Linked DNA regions of Mus musculus: all the other regions are linked to region 1. The links are chromatin contacts, called in public HiChIP or PLAC-seq and promoter capture Hi-C maps. All regions are on one chromosome and are shown on one strand. Each heading gives the region's core, a stretch centred on a gene start, on an enhancer-like site or on the middle of the called end of the contact. The rest is flanking DNA. Distances are from core to core; before and after follow the strand shown.

Region 1 (2,820 bases), core at 162-2,661:
GCTTATTTCTGGAAAAACTAAGACCACCCTACCACCCTTCTAACGGGTAGGGCAGGACCCCCTTAATCTCCTTTCCCCTCCCACCCCCAGCCCCACCTGTGTCATCTAACCAAGTCTCCTTGGTCTGTGTTAAGAGCCAGCCTGACCCCTAGCTAGGTTGCTCACGATGGGTAAGTTAGTGAGAAAAGGAAATAAATAAAAACCAAAAAAACAAACAAACAAACAAAAAAAAACAAAAAAGAAAGAAAATAAAAGAACCCAAAAAACCAATTAAACAAAATAACTTAATTAAAACAAGAAAAACACGAACCAAATAAATAAACCCAACAAAGAAATAAAAAAATAAATTATAAAAATAAAAGATTAAAGAAGAGGTAGAAAATAAAAGAATAAACTAGGAATATGACAAATGTTCCAGGTACCATCTCACACCTGGGATCTTCAGTTCAGCCAATCGCACCTCACTGTGTACTGTATCTAGTCAACCGCCGTCCAATCAGAATGAGCCCTCCCTGCTAGGCGCTGTGCAATTGGTGGGGGGTTGGGTTGGCAAAAAAGGTGGGCGCACGGCGTGGTAGTCAGCGTGGCACTGCCAGAGTCCTCCCAGGGGCGCAGGGGGGGCGGGAGGGAATCGTGTGGGGGGACGCTGCCCAGTTTCCAAGATGTCAAAACAGTTCACTGGCGATGGCCAGCCTCAGCGAGGGGCAGAGGGGGGAATGGGGGCAGAGCATCAGTCCTGGCCCTGTAGGGCATCATCTTGCAGTCCCTGATGAATGAGCAAGCGGCCTGTGAGCGGCAGGAATGCTCCTTGCCTTTCTTTCATGAGGCAGGCAGGACCCTATGTCCACCAGTGACAAGCTGCAGCAGTGCCACTAGCCAACACTTGGGATCCAGGTGACAACTCCAAAGTCCCTTCCTCCTCTGAGTGTAACTGGGGAGAGGTCCTGTCACCGAGCAGGATCATGGAGCCTCTGATGAAGGTAGCCCGGGGGTGGCAGTAGTCAATTTCCCCAGGACCTGGTACACATTCAGCAGCAAGCTCAGAGTATGTCTTCCGGTTTGTCGTTGGCACCTCCTCAGGGACTGCAGCTGAGACAGTGGTTCCGGTTGGGTGGGTGAGTGAGTCCCTGCCTCCAGGGATGGAGGAGAAGCTGAAGCGACCGACACGATGCTGCCCTTCACCATGGACAGCAGGGACCAAAGGAAAGTCCATCTGAAGAGCAAGTGGTGACACGCGGGCTGGGCTGCCATCAGCTTTAAGCCCCTGGGTACAGACCCCCAGACTTCTCTGCAGGGTTTCTAGTCAACAAAGCTTAGGCCACCGGCCCCACTCAAGTGTTTACAGCTCGGCACTGTCGTCATAAACATCTGACTCTCTTAGGTTTCTTGGTCCCTAGATGGGGATCCCAACAGTCTGTAGCAAACAAGGCAACCCACAGTCTCTGACAGGTAAGGGCATGTGGGCAGGCACCCCAGCACTGGCACAACTCTTCTTGGGGTGTCCCGAGTAGGGCGATGATTCAAGTCCACCCCTTTCCAAATGCTTCTTGTTCTCAGTACAAGTCTCTCCAGAACAGTGCTCGTCTCAGCCCCGATGTAAGCAAGAAGGGAGGCGGGGCCCATCACAGACGCCCACAGACACGCCCCTCTGGCCAAGACACCGGGAGCACACTCGGCTCTGATTGGGCGGCTCGGTAGCAGCGGGTGGGTCCAGAGGTAGAGGCGGCATCAGCGATTGGCCAGTTGGGCAGGGTTATATTTTACGGGCGGATTACCGTACATGAGGTACTTGGACAAAGTTTTACGGGGAAGAAGGACCTTGTAATAAATAATATTCTGCACATCAAATCACTTTCACCGGCCCCCACCCCCGCAACACACACCAGAGAAAGGCTACACACACAACAGCCCCTCCCACCCTGTAATAATACCACTCCCAAACCCAGCTAATTCTATTTCTTTAAGGGTCAAGAAGACCTCGCTGGCTCCAATGGGGGAAGCCTCTTGAACTGGGTATAGGAAAAAGTGGTAATATTTGTGCCAACAAAACAAAACAAAACCTAAGAGGGCCTTGTGGTTCACCCCTTGGATTTCTAAGAAGCTACACTTCCGTAATTAGACCACTGGGGGGCAGAAGAGCAACAAAAATTCCTCAGCATGGCTGACTCGGTAAGAGACCCAAAGCCCCACTAGGTGGCGACAAGTGCCATTAAGCTTTTAAAAAGGAGGGAAAGCTCAAGGAGTTAGCTTCACAGAAGCTTCAGCAGCAAGAAAGCTGCACTTGGGTTTTTTGGTTTTTCTCTCTCTCTCCTCTCTCTCTCCCTCGCCTCCCTCTCCCCCCTCTCTCTCTAAAAAAAAGGGCCATTAACAGACTTCCAAATTAGGAGCCTGGTCTATATCACTGCTTCATGTAGGGAAAGGAAATCAAAGACCTTGTCTGTTATCACAAGGGGCATCCCTTGCTAAACCAGCGAATTCTCCCTTGCCCTATCCTGATCCAAGGATAGCCTTATCCCCTTTAGGTCATCCCACTGTGTAAGAGGGATGGCTGAGATGGTCTATTCTCCCTAGGCCCACGCTCGGCCCACCCTCCCCAACAGGTGGCTTGGCTAGTTACCTCTTTCTTTTCCTCTTCTTCAGCACCACCCTCTGGGCGCTCATCATTGCTGACTTGGTCTGCAACAGGCAGAGGAGGCTCAGGCACCTCATTTTCAGGTCTGTTTTCACTGGTGTCCATGGTCACTTCCTCCTTCTCTTCACTGACAGGATGGAAGAGATTGAAGGAAAGGGTAGGAGAGAGTGAAGGGGAAGAGAGAGCAA
Region 2 (2,820 bases), core at 115-2,614, 250 kb after region 1:
TTATTAACCCTGATGTCTCAAGATGGACTCATGCAAAACAAGGACAACTTATGACCCCCCTGTGAGCAGGCTTACTGTCACCTTTAATCTTAGCACTCCAGAGGTGGAAATTGAAGGTGGAATTGCTTGTCTAAATTGCAGGCCGGGAGGGGGGTTACAGTTTTATATTGTAAGTTCTGACTAAAATCTTGGGTACTATATTACCTAACGTAAGACTTGTGTTGTCAAGAAGAGACTATTGATTTTATTAGTGAGTTGTGCCTGTGTGTACCATACTGTATTTGCCCATCCTGTGGAGGCCAAAAAGAGATGTAAGAATTTGTGGAGCTGGTAAGGGCTGGAAACCAGATCTGGGTATTCTGGAAGAGCAGTCACTGCTCTTAACCACTGAACCATTACTCTAACCCAGGATGTACTCCAGCCTCAGGATATCCATCCTGCCATTGCTAGTTCTGCTGATGACTTGGTCTCATCCCCTTGAGAACCAAGCTGTTCCATGAGGCTCTAAAGCCTCTTTTGTTTTTTCTTTCCTTTCTTTCTTTCTTTCTTTCTTTCTTTCTTTCTTTCTTTCTTTCTTTCTTTCTTTCTTTCTTTCTTTTTCTTTCTTCCTTTCTTCCTTTCTTTCTTCCTTTCTTCCTTTCCTTCCTTCCTTCCTTCCTTCCTTCCTTCCTTCCTTCCTTCCTTCCTTCCTTCCTTCCTTCCTTCCTTCTTCCTTTTTTGGCTTAAAGGTGTGTGTCACCACGCCCGGCTGCCTCTCATGTTTCTTGTGTTAACAAGAGTGTTAACCAGTGTATTTTTGCATTTAACCATTGTACTACCTCTTGTTTAAGTCCCTTTCTTGAGATAAAGCTAAAATATATGATCTCTGGATACTTCTGCAGAGGCTGGTTAACAGGAAGCAGTCTACAATTCAGTATTAGAATAATAGGAGCTTGAGTGTGGTGATTGACATAGGACTAACCTCACGGCAAGAGAACTAATTGCTTATAGATCTGAACTAGACAGTATGAGGACTTGTTTTTCTTTCTGTTTTGTTAAGAGGACAGGAGACATGTCAAGAGGACTACTTTGTGAAGTTCTGGGGATCAAATCCTTGTCATGTTCCATAGCATGGGTGTTTACCCACTGGCTATCTGGTTTGGTCGTCAAAAATGAGAAAGTGAGATGTGATGCTTGCCTTTAAGCCCAGCACTTGGGAGGCAGAGGCTGGTAGATCTCTTTAAATTCCAGGGCAGCCTGGACTACATAGTTCCAGGACAGCCAGAGCTACATAGTGAGACTCTCAAAAACAGAAGAACCCAACAGTGATTGTGAAACACTGAAATTGTTACAAATGAATACTGCTCTGGTCTCGCGTATCCACTAGGGGGCACTAATTGGTTAGTTCTGAAAGATCCCTAGAAGTTGTTTTGAGACAGGTCTCACTTGTAGTCTTGGAAGGCCAGGACCTGATCCATGTGGAGACCAAACTGACTTAGAACTCATGAGATCTGCCTACTTTAACCTCTGATTGCCACGTTTTAAGGTATGTACCACCACTCCCAGAACAAATTAGTCTTTGTGAACTCTTTTGGATGTTTGATTTTGAGATAGTTGAACTGTGTCAAGCCCAGGCTGGTTTGGAACTCAGATTCTCCGACCTCTGCCTTCCAAGTGCTGGGATTTCAGATGTGCACCACCATACCTGGCAGATGAGTGGTTTTTTTGACCCCTCTGTGGTCTTAATTCTTTTATGTCCACTCCATTCTACTCTATCATGTTTGTTATTTTCTCCATTCTTTTACTAACTGGGCAACTCATTTGTCCTTGTTGCTAAAAAGATGTGTGGTACCACCAATAAGCACAAACCCAGAACTAAGTAAGGCCTTTCCCTTACCATACCCTAGCCATACTGTCTGCCACATTTGTATCATGCATCTGATAGGCATTCCAGTTGAACTTGTAGTGTTTTCATGTATGATTTACACTGATTCTCTGGCCTCAGCAAGTATTCGCTAGAGCCTTAGTAAGGCTTATGGCTAGCCTAACATCTCTGTCAAAATCATGAACATGGTGTAACTGAGGAGAGGTCAAAATGATGATGAAAAAGCCATAATACATATATAGTGTAAATGAAATTATACCAGTTAGGGTGACAAAGTGTTCTTTTTAACAAGAGACCGTTACAGAAAATCACAACCGATCAAAACGCAGAAAACGTGTTTGTGGGATGCCCAAACCCAGTGGATCTATCTACACAACACAGTTCCTACAAAGCTCAGGGAATATCACACAGATGGGGCAGAAAGACAGTAAGGACCAGATGGATCAGGAAATCAGTTGTGAGACTGTGTCTCCTAGAAATGGTATGGAAACTTCACCCATGTATGATACTACCTCAACCAAATGGCTATCTGAATAAGATATGAACAAGTATGACACCAATAGACACACTAACATGGAAGCGGTGAATTTCATGGGGACCCAGGCCTAGATAAAGAACTACAGGCAACTAAGGAATGCCGAGAGTGGGAGAAATGGGTTTCCCTGGGATCAGCACCCTAATTGGTTATCCAATACGAAGTGGTCAGACCTAAAATCATATGCATACAAGTAACACTTAAGACCAAGAAGGTTGGGCTGGAGAGATGGCTCAGTGGTTAAGAGCACCGACTGCTCTTCCAAAGGTTCTGAGTTCAATTCCCAGCAACCACATGGTGGCTCACAACCATCTGTAATGGGATCTGATACCCTCTTCTGGTATGCCTAAAAACCAACTATAGTGTTCTCACATAAAATAAATCTTAAAAAAACAACAACAACAATAAAACAAAAGTCTGA
Region 3 (2,820 bases), core at 159-2,658, 190 kb after region 1:
TAACAAAGTTGGAAGATGAATGAGGTGGCTCGAAGTGGAACTGAAGAGAATTACTGCCAAGTCAATGTAACACCCATTTTTGTGTTTGTTTTTGTTTTGTTTGCATTCTTGTTTTGTCTCATTTTATGTAGTCGCTCTTCTTCTATGGAGTCCATCCCTTACACAGTGGCTGGCATGGGTCACGTGGAACAGGTAAGTAATGATCATATTATTTTTCTATATTAAGGTTTCTAATGCTTACTAAAAGCAAGGCTGTAATTCAATAATCTTACATTTATATTGGTTTTGGCACATCTTTTCATGCCATATGGAGCCTATTTTGGATACTCAATATTAGAAAATGACACAGAATTAACAGTGGTGACTGTAGTGTAAGTGTTCAAGAATTGAATGCACAGTATCTGCCACAGGCATTTTTGAAGTAAAAGAGCATAGGTCCCTCTTAAGACCAATTCACACAATGTGAGAGAATAATACATGTGTGAATGAATTGTTACTGAGAAACAATGGGGAGCTGGGAATATAGAAAACCAGGGTAGAGTCATTAATGGTCATTATTTTTCTGTCAGGGAAGCAGAGGTCTGCACGTAAGGAGCACTCCTGGAGACTCTTACACTGGTGAGAGAGGGTAGGGGAAGTATCTGAAGTCTGTATGTTCTGCCAGATACCAGAAATTTCTAGTGTCCTATGCATAATATAATGCTGTTTTAATTTTTTCCTGAAAAGAAAATGATTCCAGGTAGTCAACCATGGATTACAGTTTTTCAAGTAATGTTTTTTGTTTTTTGTTTTTTCTGAAACAGGGAGGGAGAAAATAAAAAGTTGACGATAGCCATTGAAAACCTGATCAAAGGCATGGCTCAGTGGGTAACAGCCTTCTAATCCAAGTCTGGTTCCCCCAACAAACAGAAAGATGGAGAGATGGCTCAGTGGTTAAGAGCACTGGCTGTTCTTCCAGAGGATCCAGATTCAATTCCCAGCACCCACATGGCAGCTCACAACTGTCTGTAACTCCTGTTCCAGGGCAACCAACATCTTCACACAGACATACATGCAGGCAAAAAGACCAATGCCCATAAAATAAAAATAAATAAATAATTTTTAAAAAGATGGAAGGAGAGAAACAACTAAAAAGTTTTCTGGTCTTCACATGTGTACCATAGCACAACAGTCTCTCAGTCTCCCTCTCCCTCTCTCCCTCTCCCTCCCCCACTCCCCCTCCCCCTCCCCCTCCCCCATCCTTCTACCTCTCTACCTCTCTCTGTCTCTATCTTTCTCTACCTCTACTTAAAAAAAAACAAAAACAAAAACAAAAAAACCCAAAAACCTCTGATCAGAATAACTTAAGCAGTTTGAATTTTCAAAATTGCCACAAGATGGCAGTAGAAATTAAGTCTAAAAGGAAAGCTAACAAACTGAATGTCTTCTGTACGATGTGATTTATTTCTGCTTTCCTGCACCATGACACACATGTGAAGGTCAGGAAAAACTGTGGAGTCACTTCTCTCCGTCCACGTTTGTGTGGGTTCCAGGGATCAAACTCAGGCCATTCGGTTTGAGCAAGTGCTTTACTACTCAGCCATCTCACTAGCACATAAAGTAGCAGCTTATAACCTGAAAGGTGTTTGCTTGTTTTCTTACTCTGCATTAAAGGTAAAACATGGGCTTTGTTTGTAGTAACAATGTTTTTAAAGTCTTGTTTTGTCTGTTACTAGTGCAGCCACTAGGGTTTTCTTGTTTGCTTTCTTCATGGAAGGCCCTGTGTATAATGGGCTGGGGATTGAATCTGGGGACTCAAGCATACTCCCACTGAGATAAATTCACAGTCTTTTTCTTCTTTCCTTCCTCCCTTCTCTCTTTCCTTGCTTGCTTTCTGCTTTCCTTCATTTTTTTCTTCTTTTCAATCAGTGCTGGAGATCAAATGCATACTCAGCAAATGTCTACCACTGTGCTCTATTCCCAGCTTGTTTTGATTTTATGTAAATTTTTCTTCTAACTTAGTATGTGTACACATGACTGCATACCAAACCATGGCATCTATGTGGACGTAAGAAGACAACTTTGTGGAGCTGGTTCTCTTCCTCCCTTAGGTGGTTTCTAGGGGTTGGATCTGGGTCTCCAGCTTACGTAGCATTAGCTCTGATTTTCTGCTTTTTAATTGGAAACTTTAACACATTTATAATTGCTCTAATTGCTAATAAGAAAAAACTGCCATTTTGCTATTTCTTTTATAAATGTCATCATTTTGTTGTTAATTCCTTTATTACTGCCTTCCTTTGTGTTAAGTTGATTGTTTTCTAGTGTAGCACTTTAGATCTCATTATGTCCTTTACCATATTCAAAACTGTTTTGAGATTACAGCTAACATAATTTATAAAAACCTGGTTTAAGTTAGTACCACATTTAACATCAATACTTACCAAAATGTCATAGTTTTGTTAAATTATATACTCAGCAACACAAATTTTAAGTTACTGCATTATACAATTGTCTTTTAAATCTGATGGGGAGAAGCTACCAAGAAAAATGCACTTAAACTGTCTTTTGTTGTATTTACCTATATAATTACCTTTTCTGCATTTGAGTTACTAATTAGTGTCCTTTCATTTCAGCCTGAAAGACTCCATTTAGTATTTCTTATAAGGCAAGTTTGAGAGTGATAAGTTCACTGTCTAAATTTTTGTTTATATAGGAATATTTTAATTCCTCCTTCAGTTTTGAAAGATCGTATTATTGGATATAAGTTTCCTTCTGGTTGATAATCTTTGGGAACTTGGAGTGTTCTCTAGTCCCTGGTGTGTCTGATGAGAAAGTCAACGC
Region 4 (2,820 bases), core at 180-2,679, 190 kb before region 1:
AAACAAAGTCTTTGATCTGAGGATTCTAGAATCTACCATGTCATCTCTAGCAGCAGGGAGTCTGGTCCAGACAACTTGACTGAGTCTTGTTGTCTGAGTCTAGCTCTTTTATATGCCAAGAGTTTGATTTAGAAACAAGGTATCTCAACTATTTGTGACTCAGTTTCCAACACTGACTTCTCAGAGGTGTGGTCACCTTTCAGTGAGATAATATATGCAAAATGCTATGATTAATACCTAGCAGATGGTGAGTGATTCTCTAGAAGCACTGAAAATATTTGTTGACATTTATTTTAATCATTCATCCACACACACACACACAAGTTGCAATGTATGCCACAGCACACAGGTAGATGGCATTTATTCATGTTTCATATACACATCACAAGTAGCCTGATGATAAATTTAATCAAGTATTTTTAGCAATGCTGAAGATGAAACAAAGTTTTACTGTATGGAATTTCCCACCTGTGGCACTATGTTGGTGCTCAAATTGTTTAAAACAGTGGGAGCCATTCAGATTTGAATATTCAGATTTGGGGAAGGTATTACTAAACTTCTCCATGCCAGCACTTCCTTATCTGTAAAATGGAAGTAACCATAGACTACCTCACAGGACTGTTGACAAGAGGAACAAACATCTCGCTGTTAAATATTTACTATATGTATACTAAATGTACTTAGGTATAAGCCTGAAATGTGAAAAAAAATATTCAACTTGTTATTCTTTTGTAAATATTACCCACCTGTGCCACAGGAAACCGGAAACCCACAAAATTTAATAATACTACCCTGTAACTGAGAATAATTGTTGCTATCAGATAGAAACACCTCACTTCCTATGTCTGCCAACGTGCTTAGGGCTCAATCTACAATGTTACCCTAAATGTTCACAAGTACCATAGGAGGGAGTCACACTATCATGACCCTCAATTTTTACAGGACTGCTTGAACGGAGGAGTAATTTTCTCAAGTTCACGGATCCAGCAAGTGAAGCCATATTATGTCTTTACCATTCGTAGAGATCACTGCATCTCAGCAGGAGAGCAAGCAACACTCTTGGGACAAAGGTACCCAGTCTAGGCCCCAGCCTACAGGAAGTGTCAGTTTCCAAAGCTGAGGCGGGGGCGGGAGTGATGAATAAACATTGTAACAGATAATTATAATAGCGCCTGGTAATTGGTTCAGTAAAGGCTTACTACCAGAAGCGCTACGGGATCTAAGGCGCTGGGTGAAGAAAAAGTACTGAGGATTTAAGGGTCCAAAGACACGTAGCAGTTACGGCGGGAAAAGCAGACATCCTTTGACAAGACACATCTGAAAGATAACGCAGGCGGCAGCCAAAGGGCGATCCGGAGCGTGACGGCAAAAGCAACCCGGAAAGGAGCTGAGCGCAGGTGGGCGTGGCCGCGCGGTGACTGGCAGGGGTGGGGCCAAGCTGGCCGCGCCCCTCGTCGCCGGCTGCTGGGCTTCGGCCGGGGTCCGCTGGGGCACCGCGAGCTGTGCAAAGCCGCCGTCCCCTAAGGGCCGCGGGGACCGAGCCGCACGCCGGCTCGGGGACGGGCAGTCCACAAAGTTTGGTCCGCGGAGGACGCAGCGTCGAGCCCGGCAGGTGCGGCCGGGCCTGGCCGGGGCGCTCGCGGCCTTCCGGGCGAGCACCGCCGGGCACTGGTAAGGAGCGATCAACTCTGAAGTTAGCAAGAGGCGTCACGCCTGTTCCTCTCCGCCGTGCGTCCAGCCCTGGCACCCCGAGCCTGGGTCGCACCGGGGCTATGCAGCCCCCACCCGGCGAGGAGCTTCCTGCCAGGTAGACAAGAGGCGCCCCGGGACCCTGCCGGCACCCCTGTTCAACCCAGGATGCTATCGGCCCTCCCTCTTCTTTTCCTCCTCCTCGGTAAGAGTCCCCGCCCCGGTGTCACTGCCCGCCGTCCCGCGCCCTCCTTGGTGACCCACGACCCCTGCGACCGCCGCCCCGTCGAGCCTCGGCCTCCTCTCGGGCTGTCCCACACTGTCCCTCCCACTCACAGCCAGGGAAGGCGACCTTTCGGCGAGGTCACGCACCTCCTTCCGGCTCCTCTACCCCTTCCTATAAACTGTCCGGAAGTCTCAGATGGGCCTCCCCTTGGAGTTGCCCAGGTGAAGAAAACTTGACTCTCTCTGCTGCCCTTTCTCGATTCCCCCTCTAGGAGGTGCTCTGGCCCGCCCAGACCGGATCACTTTCCCACGTTCTGGTAAGTAAAGCGAGTTCCTAGGGTTCTGGGGCATGGGAATGAAGATGCACCCTAGAGAAAAGAATCTCTCCCCTGGATCCTGGAGTCTGCTGTAATTTTAGAATAGGTATCATCCATTACTTTACAGAAGGGGAAACTGAGGCTCAATGTGAACTGGCACCTGGTAGTTGTTAAGAACCATCTCGTTTTTTTATGTGTAATATCCGTGTTTTGTCTCCCTAGTTAGGGTAAGGTCTTCCTGAGAGTAGAAACAGTATTTCTCTGCCAACTGACCCTGTGGCTGGCACAAAGCCTACAGTAACATTACTTATAGTGTGAATACTTAAGATGAAGTATAAAGAATATGGAAAAGGAGTAGGGTTGTCAACTCCTATAATCCCAGCACTTGAGAGGCAGAGGAAGGAGAATCAGTTCAAGGCCAGCCTCAGCTATATAGTGACTTTGAGGATATCCTAGGTTACAAAAGGTTTTTGTTTTTAAACAAACAAACCAAAAAAAAAAAAAAATGGAGAGGGACCAGTTGGCTGTAACTGGTGGGTGGAGATTTTTGCCATCTTGAGGCATTCAGAGGGGAAGAAGAATATTAAAG
Region 5 (2,820 bases), core at 213-2,712, 130 kb after region 1:
CTACCACCTCCCAGTTCCCGCTAAGAACCTCACAGGGTCTTCTGTGGGTGTTAACAGACAGGCGCCCCCAACTAGGTAACCAGAAAAAAACAAAAAACAAAAAAACAAAAACAAAAAAACCTGGAAAACTCCATTTCAAGAACACAGTCAAGTCAGCTGGTTCTCCCTTCCATATTTTCCTCATCTGAGACAGCTCGGCTGTCACATCTGTTTCACAAGTGCTTCATAGGATGGGCCAGCCTATGAAGAACCATGATTATAAAGCATTTTTATTACTGTTTTTTTACTATTCGAGGCATTACACACCACAGTGCTTCATAACATAAGACAACATAATACTAAATATGCTTCAAACACAGATTCACAGCCTGCAGAGGGTGGCTGCACAGAAGCTAGTTAAAAATCCATGTGTCAGCCCGAATTAGGCTCTCCTGGATCAGAACTGCCTAGTGACAAGCCGGAAAGAATTTGTTACACTTCTAATAAATTCCCAGGCAATACTTGGGACGCAGAGCCTGTATGGTTCCTGACTCTTGTTTGTTCTATTCTAAGGAGAGAACAGCTCAGCCTGGCTTGGCTGAAGCGATGTATGACAGACATCACTTCCATAGCTCCGACTTGACCGGTGCAGTTGGACAACACAAGTCACAGACAAAGCAAAGCTGCCTTTGAGGCTTTGGCGGGGTTAAAGTCCCTCGAAGGACCCCCGGAGAGAGGGTGGGATGGCGCCGGGGGCCGCAAAGGACCTGGACTCACCTACAATGATACCACAGGCGCTGACCAATCCGATCTCTTTCTTCAGGGCTACTCCGCCCCCTCCCGAGCTAGCCTCGGCCTCAGGGCTGGTGTCAGAACCCGGGTGGTTCTTCGCGGTGTTGTTTCGCTGGCGGGCTCCCTTTTCCATCTTTCTCCGTAGGGTTCCGACCACCCAAAGCGAAAAAGAGCAGTCTTTTTCTAAACGCTCGTGCGTGTAAACGTATAGATATGTGGAAAAACAGAGTTTCCAATTAGAACGCCCTTTTCCGAAAACAGAGTGCGCTCCTACCCTCTAAAAGTGACAGCAAATGAGAGTCACACGTGTCACTGCCTAACAAACAAGGGCCGTGTTTTTAAATGGAAGGCAAAGAATATATATATATATAAATACAAAAATAGAACTGTACCAGCGACTCCAGCTGGAATTCTCCGGAAAGCGTTTATCTTCAGAAGCCCAGGATCGCTCTGCTCGGTGTACCGGGCGGCGGCTTGCTCTGGTCAGGATTTCCCTGCAGCCCTCCTAATGAAACAGATCGCCTCCACCTTCCCTTAAGTCTCTTCTACGATGAGGGTAAAAGTAGTTCTTCTTAGCTGAGGGAGCGGAGGAGGAGCCGTGCTCAGGTACTTTCTTGCTCGCCGGCTCTGGATCAGGTTTCCACCTGCTGCGGTCGCCCCTTCCTTCTCGCCCTTGTCGGCTCCGAGCTCCGTGCTCACTCCGCAGATCGCTCCATCTGTGAGGGCAGGGTGGCTGCTGCGCTCGCGAATGTGCTTCCCTTTCGGCTGCGGCGTTTATTTGCGGACCGAGGCTCCGCCCCCCACCTCCTCCATCCTTAAGCCGCATCTCCTCCCTCTTCTTCTATTTAATTATTAGTACCCCCTACCCCCAAAGATCACGGAGGAAGGGGCTTAAAACATTTTCTTTTCTTTTCATAGTGGGAGCAAGGGAAGGGTGGGCCGCAGGGGGAAGTCACTAGCCAAGGCTTCATCTCAGGTCGCACAGCATTTGTGAACTCTATAAGGGCACACGGTTCTGCGGGCTTCTAATGCCTTCAGAAACACACTGGCCAGTGTACTAAGATGTTTAGGTGTGGATCATTTGAGGACAAGGTCGAGAAAGCTGCAGAGATATTGCCATCAAGCTGTTTCATGAAATAGGGGGTGGTTTTGGTGTGTGTGGGGGGGGGCAATGTGGAAGAACTTTAAGCTGAAGAGTTTCTTTTAGGGACTGTCATGAAAGCTAAATAAAATTATGAAGAATATGGGGTAGTTGCAACGTTTTTCCGAAGCAGGATAAGGAGGATTCTGGCCTGCCCCATGACCCCTAATATTTTATCACAAATTATTTGAACTTCAGACAGGAGGTCGTGAGCCCCTCACCGATCATGAAACAGACGTGTTGATGCTAAGAATGGTAATGGTTAAGAATATTAACATTGCACCCCCATTTCCTTGAAGAATGTAATTCAAAACAGTTGCTCCACCTCAAGAACTGTGTCTATTTCTAACTGTAAAGTGCTTTGAAGAAAACAACAACAACAAAACAACCATGAAACAATATTATAGACCATGCTGAAAAACTAAAGTTTTTTTTTACATAGTCTATACAAAATGATTTGATTTTAAAATGAGTCTAAAAAATAAAATTCCAAAGGGCCTGGTGGCACACACATCTTTAATCCGAGCACTTGGGATGCAGAGGCAGGCAGATCTCCTTGAGTTTAAGGCTAGCCAGAGGTCCAAAGTGAAATTCTGTCTCAATAAGACAAACTAAATTCCCCAATCTGACCACTAATTACGCAAATTTGGCTTCACTCATTTTTTTAAGAAAAACACTAAAAAACTTGGACTTTTCAAGAAAATAAAAAAGTTAAGCCCTTTAGGAATGGGGTTGGCTAAGCTATCTAGAACGGCTCTTCCGGATAGGGTAAAGTCCAGACAATGAACGGTCTCCCTTCCCGCCTGCCCCTTGCTCACCCTACTCAGCAAGTATCAAGAGGTTTCAAAGGTTGAGATCTCAACTCCTTCTCCTTTTGCTGCTCTAAGATACAGCAGATTGAAAGCCTC

What was found. Promoter capture Hi-C pulls out the DNA fragments that hold promoters and counts their contacts. HiChIP or PLAC-seq counts read pairs in DNA pulled down with a chosen protein or histone mark. Capture Hi-C pulls out chosen DNA fragments and counts their contacts.
Region 2: an H3K4me3 HiChIP or PLAC-seq map of bone marrow-derived macrophages shows a contact between it and region 1, with 5 times the contacts expected there. The contact joins the enhancer-like site here to the promoter of 4930579G18Rik in region 1. A contact is called at or near these places in 4 of 39 promoter capture datasets (cranial neural crest, embryonic stem cells, hippocampal neurons and 1 more), 1 of 484 Hi-C or Micro-C datasets (B cells), 3 of 115 datasets of contacts at active chromatin or transcription factors (bone marrow-derived macrophages, embryonic stem cells and memory CD8 T cells) and 4 of 9 other capture datasets (adipose tissue, embryonic stem cells, liver and 1 more).
Region 3: an H3K4me3 HiChIP or PLAC-seq map of bone marrow-derived macrophages shows a contact between it and region 1, with 3 times the contacts expected there. The contact joins the enhancer-like site here to the promoter of 4930579G18Rik in region 1. A contact is called at or near these places in 10 of 39 promoter capture datasets (3T3-L1-derived adipocytes, HPC-7-derived erythroid cells, fetal liver and 6 more), 2 of 115 datasets of contacts at active chromatin or transcription factors (both in bone marrow-derived macrophages) and 3 of 9 other capture datasets (adipose tissue, liver and pancreatic islet).
Region 4: a promoter capture Hi-C map of adipose tissue shows a contact between it and region 1. The contact joins the promoter of Lrp10 here to the promoter of 4930579G18Rik in region 1. A contact is called at or near these places in 21 of 39 promoter capture datasets (the 3T3-L1 cell line, the C10 cell line, the HPC-7 cell line and 14 more), 15 of 484 Hi-C or Micro-C datasets (B cells, CD8 T cells, the G1E-ER4 cell line and 11 more), 11 of 115 datasets of contacts at active chromatin or transcription factors (the 230-238 cell line, the SCID.adh cell line, bone marrow-derived macrophages and 6 more) and 3 of 9 other capture datasets (adipose tissue, liver and pancreatic islet).
Region 5: a promoter capture Hi-C map of pre-B cells shows a contact between it and region 1, with 2.1 times the contacts expected there. The contact joins the promoter of Slc7a8 here to the promoter of 4930579G18Rik in region 1. A contact is called at or near these places in 15 of 39 promoter capture datasets (the C10 cell line, the HPC-7 cell line, HPC-7-derived erythroid cells and 8 more), 1 of 15 datasets of contacts at CTCF or cohesin (embryonic stem cells), 28 of 484 Hi-C or Micro-C datasets (the Ba/F3 cell line, the C10 cell line, the G1E-ER4 cell line and 18 more), 10 of 115 datasets of contacts at active chromatin or transcription factors (T-cell acute lymphoblastic leukemia, acute myeloid leukemia, bone marrow-derived macrophages and 4 more) and 4 of 9 other capture datasets (adipose tissue, embryonic stem cells, liver and 1 more).

What each region holds. Positions count from the first base shown.
Region 1 is chr14:54,649,100-54,651,919 of GRCm38.p6, forward strand. It overlaps 4930579G18Rik (RIKEN cDNA 4930579G18 gene), which reads left to right and starts at 1,412. Exons shown (of 6, transcript NR_038053.1): 1 at 1,412-1,449; 2 at 1,966-2,169; 3 at 2,641-2,715. Acin1 (apoptotic chromatin condensation inducer 1) reads right to left here. Exons shown (of 19, transcript NM_023190.3): 9 at 2,618-2,759.
Region 2 is chr14:54,899,232-54,902,051 of GRCm38.p6, forward strand. No RefSeq gene overlaps it. Among named protein-coding and RNA genes, the nearest start is that of Pabpn1, 6.5 kb to the left of the region's middle. Within about 2 kb of position 1,365, at least 40 of the 459 cell types and tissues checked have an H3K27ac peak or open chromatin away from gene starts, as enhancers often do. A contact at or near this core is called in B cells, bone marrow-derived macrophages and embryonic stem cells, where this site is marked.
Region 3 is chr14:54,842,218-54,845,037 of GRCm38.p6, forward strand. It overlaps Rnf212b (ring finger protein 212B), which reads left to right. Exons shown (of 15, transcript NM_001370899.1): 10 at 132-192; 11 at 570-618. Among named protein-coding and RNA genes, the nearest start is that of Homez, 21 kb to the right of the region's middle. Within about 2 kb of position 1,409, at least 11 of the 459 cell types and tissues checked have an H3K27ac peak or open chromatin away from gene starts, as enhancers often do. A contact at or near this core is called in bone marrow-derived macrophages, where this site is marked.
Region 4 is chr14:54,462,718-54,465,537 of GRCm38.p6, forward strand. Lrp10 (low-density lipoprotein receptor-related protein 10) reads left to right here and starts at 1,430. Exons shown (of 7, transcript NM_022993.3): 1 at 1,430-1,894; 2 at 2,187-2,231. The coding sequence starts at 1,858.
Region 5 is chr14:54,780,424-54,783,243 of GRCm38.p6, forward strand. It overlaps Slc7a8 (solute carrier family 7 (cationic amino acid transporter, y+ system), member 8), which reads right to left and starts at 1,463. Exons shown (of 11, transcript NM_016972.2): 1 at 757-1,463. The coding sequence starts at 904.